Linked DNA regions of Gossypium hirsutum: region 2 is linked to region 1. The links are chromatin contacts, called in public Hi-C maps. All regions are on one chromosome and are shown on one strand. The core of a region is the stretch at or near the end of the contact, and the rest is flanking DNA. Distances in the headings are between cores, read along the strand shown. Region 1 holds the start of LOC107955367 (auxilin-related protein 2). Region 2 holds the start of LOC121231825 (calmodulin-like protein 3).

Region 1 (5,664 bases), core at 464-2,963:
AGAGAATAGTGGAGCTAATCTTACCAAATTAAAAGACAGAAATTTGTAGAGGTAATACCTTGCCCTTAAATGTACCCATCAGTGAATTGGAAAAATCCTTAATTAAGGAAAGATAAGACAATGGAAGTAAGTAATTGAGGCTAAACCAATATCAATTCACCCCTCTTTTTATGTATATTAAGCTTAACACAAGCCTCCCGCCAAACATAAGCAGTAGCTCCATTCTTAATTTGCCAACCAATCCCAAATAAGAAAATATCCTATGCACCCTTAATGCTGCACCACGAATATGATGATTGTGTTCCTAAAGTAGAAGATAAAAAGTCCCTATTTCTATTTGGATAATACTTGGCACACAACTTTCTAGCAACTAATTAATTCGGTTCTGTAATAGGATGCTACCCTTATTTACGAAGTAGAGATTGATTAAAAAGCTTCATATCACGAAAATGAAAACCCCTACAAAACCAACCCCGATTAAGCCAATGATCCCTTACTAATAGCACCATTAGTCCACCAGTAATGCGTAATAAATGAATCAATAGAGTGAAGAAAACTAGTATAGGTAATTAAAATAACTCCTTAAGTAAATTGGCATTTCTTGTTAAATAGATTTAATAAACACATCGACTTCTGGATAAACAACGTAGTTTATGAGATGAGATTCTATCACATAAGTAAGCAAAAGCATGAGTGCAATTACGTCCCACGAAAGAAGGGAAACTAAGATAAGTTTCAATATCTACAGCAGTAACAATCCTAAACACAAACAATCTGAGAGCATAAAGCACAACACAAATTAGCACTAAAAAAGATCTTGGACTTTTCATAATTAGTTTAATGACCCGAATATTAATCATTTGTTTGAAACAAAACTCCTCATGGCCAATGGCTTCACCAAGCAACTGAGCAAGAGTTTGTCATCATAAAAGAACGGCTAAGAAAATCCTCTTGTCGAGTAATCCAAATGCCATAACAGTTCCCTCGATCTATGGTCTGACGTAGTAAACTTGAAAACCCCTCTATACAAATAAACACGAAAATAGTGGGTCACTCTATCGAAGACCACACTTGAAAAGAAAGCATAGTAAGTGCTGCCCATCTATCATGAAAACTTAATACCAATAATTAAGAAATTCCATTCCGCACGATGATAAATTTTGCTCATATCCAATTTCAATAAAATGTGATTTTTTTTATCACGTTGTTCAGTATTCATCATATGAATAATCTTATAATCCATAATAAGATTATTAGTTATAAGATGTTGGAGTAAAAAAGCACTTTATGTCTTATCTATTCAAAGATGCAAAATTGGTCTAAAATCTATTCAAAATCATTTTAGAGAAGATTTTATATAATATTACACATGCGATACCTTTGGAACAATAAGAATAATAATAGTCTTATTTATCTCTGCCATGCCCATAAAACTATCCAATACAGATAAACAAAACTTAAAGTCATTGATTTAATGTGTATAAATAAATAATTAATCTTTAAATTAAATAGTAAAATTCAAATTTTATTTTGTGATTAAAAAAATGGAACTTGTAAACTAATTATACCAAGTATTACTTTTTAATTTTGGAAATTTCATGTTCATGGGGCAAATTACACATATTCAAAAATATTGTAGATTTTTGTATAAATACTAACATCTTCAAGGTTTCTACGGATAAAAGAAGTACCAAAGTGAAAATTCAAAAAGCAAATCAATGATAAGATTTTCCATCTTTTTATTTTTTAAAACAATTTTCAAAAATACAAAATAAAAACCGGTCTGAAAATCGGGCGGAGACACAAGAGAGTGGGAAGCCGTTGAGAAGGAGAGAAAAAAAAAGGGGGAAATAAACTAAACAGCCAAAGCGCAATTTTTTGTCTCCTTCCCTCCCTTTCATTGTCCCCATTTTTTTTTTCAAATCTGAAAGAATAAATTAGAAATATTATTATTATCTATATTTTTGCTCAATATTATTTGGCAATAGATTACTCGCTCCCCTTTGTTTTTCTTCCTTTATGTTTGCTCAGATCTAGGCCTTGTCGGAAATTTAGTGGCGAAAGGGATTGGGCAAATCGGCGACGTAGTAAGAACCGCCGGTTCTATCCGAGAATCTGAATTGAAATGGATGATTTTCCAGGTTTATTAGCCAAAGATTTTGGGGTCAAGCCCCAAGGGAAGTCGGCCCCGATGGCACCTCCTAAAAACCCTTCTTCGGGTTCCAATTACGGGTTCGGATCCGATTTTACCCGATCCTCATACGGCAACTCCAAATCGTCATCCAATTCCATTTTCGACGACGACGGCTACCGTGGACAGCCTAAATACTCTTCTGAGTCTCGAGCCACTAGCGCGCAAACGCCGTCGTTCGATTACGATTCCTTTTTCAAGGACCCGAAGCCGCCGGTTTTTGACAAGCCTGTTTATGACGACGATCTTTTCGACGGATTGCCCGGGATCAAGAGCTCCTCCACGGCCGCTAAATACGACGACGTTTTTGCGGTCTCGGGGTCTTCTCCAAAGCATAAATCGATGAGTAGCTCGCCGCTGGATGCTCTGCTTGGGAATCTGGGGAGGAAAGAGACCGAGATGAAGTCCAAGAGCGAGAGAGTGAAAGCAGAAAATGATGCACCTTTATTTGATGATTTGCTCGCTGGTTTCGGTCAGAGTAACTCTGCAGCATCTGCAAGGTATCTTCCGGTTTGTAAAGGCTTTGATTTTGGGATAAATGCATATTATACTATTTCCATGTTATGTTTGGTTGAACTTGCATCGTTCGGACACTTCACTATAGGTATTCGTGCTGGCTTTTTATATTAAAGGGTACTGGCGATTTATGATATGTTTGCATAAATGCTTATATGTGCAATATAGTGTAAGGTTCTGAGACATGGCTGTGGTTTTGGCAATTAGCATGCAAAATGGGGCAATGCATTCACTGAGATGAGCATTTTTAGTTACATATTTTTGTAGTTAAGATTAGCTCTTGTTTGCTGTAAGACTTTAGTCAAGGCTATTTGCTTACTGGTTTTGTATGTTTTAAATAATTTAATGTCAATCGTTTGTCTGGAAAACCATACATGCAAGGTACTTTTGTGTGATTTTCTGGAAAACGACTAAAGATGGTAATTTACTTGCTAAAATTGACTTAGTTGACTTGGTGTTTCTAGAATTATTTTTCATTTAGTTGCTCTTTATTGTTTGGTTTCTCAACTGTATAGCATAGCTTCTTCCTATATTTAATGCAATTAAAGCTTCAGTTTACTATCTTCTCTAGAGAGCTGTGATTTATTGGAGTTTATTGACACTGTCAATGATATGATCTGAGAGCTGATCTAATGGAGGTAAAAAAAAGTCTGTATGTTGTAATGAAGTATGTTGTAATGAACTTGAAACTAACATTGTTCACTGGTTTTTCAATTCTTTTCCCACTAGGAAAGATATTCACTTTGATGCAGTTACATATTTGAGGGAGCTTCTCATTTGGAGCAGCAAATGCTATAGACATCTACATTTAGGATCAGGAGGGCTAGCTTATGATTGTTTTGGGGTTTTTAATTACGATACACTTCACATATATATTAGAATTGGACTCATTGAGCACTCATTGTGCACATCTCTGACCCTTCTTACTCCTAATCACGTTTGAGGAATGCTTGTCATTTCTATTTTTCATTAAGGTGGCAAAGTTCCTAAATCAATTTCATTTGCTAGGGTATCATTCGGTTGGTTATCCATTGTTGTTGGAGTTAAGATGGGACAATAGGTACTGCCTGAAATTTTTGAGATTTTCTTATGTATTTGGAAATCATTTAATGGCTATTATTCACAGTGTTTGAGCTGTTGCCGGACATGGCAGAGGTAAATAAACCAAAGAAATAAAACTTACTTTTGTTACAATTGTGATTATGCTTAATTGGAAACTATGTCAGCTTAAGTTTGAAGAAAGGGCAATAAAAGGGTTAAATATGTTATGGTACTTTTCTACCCAAAATCTTTGTTTGAAGCTTGGGACGTTGTATCTTTCTTTGTGTTCAATATCTTTTCTATGAAGTCTTATTTATCTCTTGTTTATAATACTTGCCTAAACCTTGTAAAATATTAGCTGATATTGTGCTCCATCCTATGGGCAGATCAACTTCAGAGTCTAACCGGTCTCAGAAACTAGCCTCAAATTCAAGCAAGACTGGCTCTAATTTGATGGAGAACCCTTTTGTTGTCTTAGAACCGAAACCGGACCCTGCAGATTTATCCACAGGGTTGTTTGCTGACCCCCCTGGAGTAACAAGTAAACTTAATGGATTTAGGAAGTCTGGAGTAGAGAGCTCATCTGGAAGTGGGGGAGTATTTGATGATATTGATCCTCTTGATGGTCTTGGAAAATCTGTACCGCTCGGATCATCTGAGATCAATAAGAGAGGGAAGGATAGGAGTCCTTTAAGCACTGATAGCGGACAAGAAGCTCCTGTTACTAAAGAGCAAAATCATAGGGATTATGAGAACCATAGAAAGAAGAGGATGCCTTCTATGGACAATTTTCTTGACTCTCATCAACCCATGTTTGACTTGCCCAGTCTGTCAACTGATTTTCATAGCTCTGTTGGTCGAGCTACTAGCCCTCCCCCATACATGAACGTCGATTCTAATGAGACTAGTTCCCAGGTACATTCAACTCCCAGATCTGAGGTGAATTTTGATGCATCTGATGATGTTTGGCTCACTGTATCAGAGATTCCACTCTTTACACAACCTACTACTGCTCCACCCCCTTCAAGACCCCCTCCTTCAAGACCACCACGAGTTTCAAAGACAACGGCAGGCTCATTTTCTTCCACAAATGCAAAAATGAAGGTAGATGATTTTTCTTCTTTCCAGAATTCAACTCAGTACTCACAACGGAGCTCCCAGTCAACTCGTGCTGCAGCAAACTGCTCTGTTACATCTCAAATTGATGAACTTGAAGAGTTTGCAATGGGTAGGGCCTGGAATAATGTTGAACAAGCTGAAGGTTTTCCTGTTGATGATTTTGAGACTAGTTCTGTAGCTGCTGCTTCTGCTGCTGCCATGAAAGAGGCAATGGATAGAGCAGAGGCTAAATTTAGGCATGCAAAGGAAATGAGGGAGAGAGAAAATTTTAAGGCTGCCAGAACTAAAGAAGCTGATCAAATGGATAAAGATGAGAGAGATACGCAAGATGCTTTTGATAGAGAAAAGCAAGAGAGATTGGAGCGCGAGAGGCAACAAAGAGAAATGGAGGAGGAAGAAAGAGAGCAAAGGAGACATGAATTGGAGAGGGAAAGGGAGGAGAAGAAGAGAGAACAAAGAAGCCTTGAAAAAGAGAGGGAGAGAGTCAGGGAGATGGAGAGGGAAAGGGAAAGGGCTAGACAAGCTGTTGAAAGGGCTACTAGAGAAGCACGTGAAAGAGCAGCTGCTGAGGCTCGTGCTAGAGCTGAAAGGGTTGCTGTTGAAAAGGCAGCTGCTGAAGCTCGAGAGCGTGCGGAAAGGGCTGCAGTGCAGAGAGCGCAAACTGAAGCCCGTGAAAGGGCAGCTGCCGAGGCTAGAGAAAGAGCAGAAAGAGCTGCAGCAGAAGCAAGGGAAAGGGAGGCAAGAGAGAGTGAAACACGGGAGAGGGTTGCATCAGCAAAAGCTGAAGCTGAAGCAAG
Region 2 (5,842 bases), core at 1,398-3,897, 370 kb before region 1:
ACCAATGGTAGACCGTTGATAGCTCAAAAATATTACTTCAAAACTATGACTTATAAATCTGTAAATATATTTTTTAGCCCAACAAAATTTTCATACCTTATAATGTCAATGTTTATATTTTTGTTTTTATTCTTTTTTTTAAAGCTAAATTTGGTCCTCAATCTTTAAAGAAGAGTCAAAATCAAGGTTTTTTTAAATGAGAAAATTAATTAAAATGTTAACTTTTTAAATACGATAGTTTGCATGACACTGTAATTTATGCTAATTTTTTAAAAATTTATATTTTAAAATTTTTTTGAACCACCTCATCGTAGGTTTTGATCATATCTACTCTTTTTGACATAATGTTTAGAACTACTTATATCTCCTTCTTAACTCATAAATAGGAGGATAATGCGTTTCAGCGCATTTAAACTCACGTCCTATTGTATTAGCAACAATTTTCATACCAATTAAGTCAAGATTTAATCGGCTTTTTAAATTTTAATTTTGATGTATTTTATAAATTTTGAATTATTTATTGACGTGACATCTAAAACAAATACTGTTATGTTAGTATGATGCATATATGGACTGTCATAGGAGTTATCAAACGTTAAAAATTAATATTTTAGTTAACATTTTCATTAAAAAATGATTTGACTCTTTTTAGAAAATTTAAAGATTAAATTTAACTCAAAAAAAGAATAATAACCAAATTAATGAAAAATGCAAACATTGATGACTAAATTAAGAAATTTGGGCCAAATGAAAAAACACATTAATAATATATATTCAAACAAAATTTGGTAGTGGCCCAAATTAATGCAAAAGGCCATTTTACTTGGGCCAGCCTTTTCAATCTAAACTAAATTAGGAAATTTGGGCCTCTGGTTATTTCAAGAAAACTCCGACCACCAAAACCTCATGAATAAAATTTGAACCCTAGCCCTAATTTTCAATTCCTTATATATAGCATCCTACCTCCTCATCTTTCATCCTGTTCTCGGTAGCGTCCCTCCCTTTGCCGTTTTGTGCGTGTGTTTTCATATTGAAGGAATGATAAAGCAAGTCAGCTTCTTGATTGGGTGTAGATGGAGGCGACCCACTCAATCAAATAATTGAAATTTCTTGCGATATCTAAATTCTCAGCCAGTATCACTCGCCTGAATCTGATATATTTTCCCTGATTTTTCAGGCCCTTTTACTACTGGTATATTCACCTTTATATTTTTTTCAAAAATGGAGAAAAAAAATCAATGCAAACGCACTCTGTCCCAAAACCGTCGTAAAGACGAATTTATTTTGAGGCAATTTCTTCGTTTGCTATATCATCAAATTCCATTTGATTTCCGACTTACTCGCCCAATTTGATCCCTTTTTAACTGATCTTATTGGGCACATGGTTGGAATACATTTCTCTCTCTTTTTCCCTTGCGTTATTTAAACATGAACAGCTGTTTTCATTTCTAAAAGCCTAGTAGTGAGATCTGGTAAGCGTGATTGTTCATAACCTGTAACATAATAGCGTGTAAATTATGAGAATCAAGTACCCTTGATGAGCACGATTTAGTTGATATACACCATAAAAACTTGTTTTTCTAATAGACTCTAGATTTGAATCTTTATTTTAGATTAGCAGTATCATTGTTTGTTAGCTACGTCTGATCGGGTCATAGAAATTTTGGGTTGGAAGGATAGCGATGGGTTGTTCAAAGTGCCGTAATTTGGGGCTCTTTCCTTATCAATATGGATTGTAAACATTACTCCGGAAATATCCAGACAAGGTAATAATCAAATTGAAATTAAAACATTGGGTAGAAGAGAAGAGGCATGGGAGGAAGCAGCAGAAGAATTGTGATATAAAGATGGATCTTTACATGATGTATGGAAAACCCAAAGCATTAGAAGGAATGGGATTTAGGGCGGATTTGGATGGGTGCTTGGGGTGGTGTGTTTACATTACAGTGTTGCTACTTAAGTATCTAATTTTGTTGTTATGTTTTTATACTAATTTACATATTTAAACTCATCTTTAGAACCGATTATGGTCAAATTCAATTAGTGAAATTAAATGGGTGAGAACTGGAAATCATATTGCTAACAATCTGCTCTTTTTCTTTTTCCGCTTTCTGATCTCTAAATTAAATAGAACTAGCAAAAAATGATGGATGAATATGATGTATTTTTATTTTTATTTTTGTTAATATTAATTATTCTCTTTTCAGTTTTAATTAATATTTTTATTTTCAAGAAAAAAATGTTGTAATAGATATTTTAAATATGATTGTTCTTAAATTAAACTAATTGTAAAAAAAAAAGAGGTTAAAAAGTAAGGTAAAAGGATGTATTACACAAAGCTAGAATAAAATCAATTTAATTTGAATCGGATTTGAATAAAATATTTAATTCATTCTAGAAATATTGAAATTAATTAATGTATAATATTTAGATTAATTTGTGAATAAAATAAAATAACAGTACTAAATATATTACAATTATTTATTGTGATGTTATCATTAATTGTGAGTTAGTGTCAAGTTGATATGTGACATTAACTTAATAAATAATATTATTAATATATACAATTAATGGTGATAGTAAATTATGTATATTAAAATAAAAATTTATAAAATATATTAAAATGAAATTTTGGTTAAATGGTAAGTTTTAAGATTTTATCAACCTAATTGGTGTGGGTTTAAATCTATATTTTTACCATTATTTTTAAATAAAAAGATTATTAATATAACTCAATGAAGTATATAGATTTTATGTAAGGTGATTGAAAACATTATGTGTAAGTAGAACCTCAATCCATTCAATGTTACCTTGGTTGGCAATGACATCATGGCAAGTCTCCAAGTGTTCAGCATTTTTGCCTCCATTTATTAACGGTCCAATTCTTGAACTAATCTAAAATGACCGAACAGATGCCTAATTTTAGCCCAATTCTATCACTTTTTTTTTTAAACTTAAAAAGCTTTTCACATCCACAAAAGGAAAACCTCTCACCTTGTTATTTATTAACAACTGATTTCGTTAGGCTTGTTTTAGTGTGCATCCTTTACATCCCTCTCTTCTTTCTTCACAATTGTAAACAACAATCAACACTAATTCTCCATTGATTTTCCTTGTTAATTACCTTTCCCATCTCTCTCAATAGTCCAATTTTCATCTCTCTTATCATTTTTGCTCTAAGGTGGTGTATTTTGGTTTGGGTTTAGTTTTGTTTGATAAAAGAAATGGATCTAGTTGAGCTTCGCAAGGTGTTCCAAATGTTTGATAAGAATGGAGATGGCAAGATCACAAAGAAAGAGCTTAGCGATTCACTCGAGGAGTTCAGTATTTTTCTTTCCGATAAAGAAATAAACCAAATCATTGATAACATTGATGTGAACGGAGATGGTTCTGTAGATATCGATGAATTTGGTGAATTGTATCAAATGATGGTGAATGAGAGGAACGAAGAAGAAGAAATGATGGAAGCATTTAATGTCTTCGATCAAAACGGAGATGGATTCATCACATTTGAGGAGTTGAGGTCGGTTCTATCATCATTAGGGTTGAAGCAGGGAAGAACTATTGAGGATTGCAAGAATATGATAACAAAAGTAGATGCAGATGGAGATGGTAGGGTTAATTTCGAGGAGTTCCAGCAGATGATGAAAGGTGGTAGCTTTGCTGCCTTAAGTTCAAGTTAATAGTCAAAATACATATATATATGTCTGTGTGCATATATGTACGCATAGAAAATATTAAGAGATGTTGGTTTGACATTAATGTATCTAATTTCTAATCATACAACTAAATTGTTCAAAATTACAAAACTATTTCTATTTTCCACCTTTTTACTAGCAAAATCAATCCACAAGAGAATCATGAAGCTCCAATTTCATCTAACAAGATGCTTTTTAGTTTGATTGCACAATGTCAAATGTTAAGCATCTTGACTAAAACAAAATGATCCTAAAGAATTTTGTACATGATTAAAAGCTTCCAAGAAACCAAATATACAAATCTAATCATAGCATTAATTGGTCAAGTTAAATACCAAGGCTACCTGCGCTACGGTGCGTAAATCTCTGCCTTTGAGCTTCGAGTTTCCTAACATTGTCTACTATAACTTCAATCTTTGAAGATAGTTCTTCTGTTTGCTTCTCAACGTTGTTAATGAACGCAAACAACTTTTCTCGATAAGCTGAACATAATTGCTCTTGATGCGCTAACTCCATCGTGAGTTCTTCAATTTTCTTGTCCTTATCACCCTAAAAACTCAAAAAAAAAGCCAATCATTGCCAGCAGCAGCAGTGAATAACGGAGGAATGTTATACTGTTATGCAAGTATATAGATATTTAACAACCACAAGCAAATAATTACATTCGGCTAACAAGAGAAGAAAAGAAAAGGTCCCTACTCTTACAATCAAAGAATCATCCTTCACCTTATCAGAGAAGAACACCTAAGTTCCCAAAGAAAGCTTATAATGTGACTCTGCAGAAAGCGTGTTAATGATACACTCAGCGCACTTATACTCTTCCTGAAGCTAGTTCAACAAGAAGCAGCGTATTGCATGACATCAAATATCCTAGTCCAATACATAGGAGAATTTATTTTCATTTATACACATCTATAAATTAGAAAGCTTCCAGGGGCATTTTCAGTGATGACCAATTCAAAGGAACAAAAGCAGAAGTTGTAACACCAAAATTATCATCTATCCCCAGCTTTAACCAATGGGGTCCGCAGCATTGATACTTCATATATTATAAAACAAGCTTTACGCAGGAATTATGTTCAATTCTAGAAAATAATTGGTCACCGAAAAAATTCAATCACAGCCATTAATCTCAATGAGGGAAAATTTCACCCACCCCACAGCATATTCTATAATTTTAAATTATCTAAAAATATCTGCCCTCTATATAATAAAGCTGAAATTGTCCATGCCAAACAATTAGCACCAAGCCAAAAACATGAAAACCAGAAATAGGAACATTCTACTTAATGCGCAAAGAAAGTAAAAACAACAAAAATAAAGGAAGAGTCAATGATCTCAAGTATAAGATTCAAAAACAAAGTTCAAGACATTTAAACTCTATTTGATATATATATATATACTCCTTTTATCTTAGTCCAAATTAAGTTGTCATAATTGACTTTTTTGGGTGGTCAAACTTTTTTTAACATTGACTTATTATTTTTAATATTTTAATTAACGATATTTAAAAATCACTAAAAAGTTTTTTAACTATATTTTTTTATCAAAGTTCTAAAAATTGATGACTAAGAGTCAAAACGCGACAAGTTTATTGGGAATGAGAGACTAATATAATATATAATATAAAACAATTAGAAGTATTTTTCTTATATAGAACTTTATAGAACCTCACCGTGGTATTGAATCCATTGGTTGTGATCATAAGGGGATGATTATGCTCCTTTTCAAATCTTGTAACAACCCATTTTCCTGTCTTTTCCATCTTAACCAAAATAGTTGCCTTGCAACCTTCTCGTGAACTAGGACGTGGCTTTTTCTCTTGTCCTAGTGTGCCCTTATGATTAGGAGAGAAACCCTGTTTGTTGCATCCTAGACGACGAGCAAGTGTTCTTCCATCAATCCCCGAACGACGACGCTGCATAATTCGCACCACAAATCCTATCCGTCTGGCATACTCTATGTAGAATTTCTTAGCATCATCTTCAGATTCAAATTCCATACCCACATACGGTTCTAGGATTTCGCTTCCTTCTGGTTCAGCTGTTTTTTCTTCAACTGAGCTGTCTGCTTTCCCACCTTCTTTGTCCAAATCCCACTATTACCAAAAAAGGAAAAGAAAAGAATCAGACCTTCTAACCTCG

Evidence for each region. Hi-C and Micro-C count contacts between places; a contact is called where the count stands out from the background.
Region 2: a Hi-C map of leaf shows a contact between it and region 1, with 6 times the contacts expected there. The contact joins the promoter of LOC121231825 here to the promoter of LOC107955367 in region 1. A contact is called at or near these places in 3 of 34 Hi-C or Micro-C datasets (all in leaf).

What each region holds. Positions count from the first base shown.
Region 1 is chrA07:92,579,097-92,584,760 of Gossypium_hirsutum_v2.1, reverse strand. LOC107955367 (auxilin-related protein 2) reads left to right here and starts at 1,713. Exons shown (of 8, transcript XM_016891136.2): 1 at 1,713-2,691; 2 at 4,135-5,664. The coding sequence starts at 2,126.
Region 2 is chrA07:92,950,460-92,956,301 of Gossypium_hirsutum_v2.1, reverse strand. It overlaps LOC121231825 (calmodulin-like protein 3), which reads left to right and starts at 2,647. Exons shown (of 1, transcript XM_041116640.1): 1 at 2,647-3,829. The coding sequence starts at 3,225. The coding sequence ends at 3,683. It overlaps LOC107954976 (protein FAR1-RELATED SEQUENCE 5), which reads right to left. Exons shown (of 3, transcript XM_016890669.2): 2 at 5,374-5,796; 3 at 3,752-4,247. The coding sequence ends at 4,026.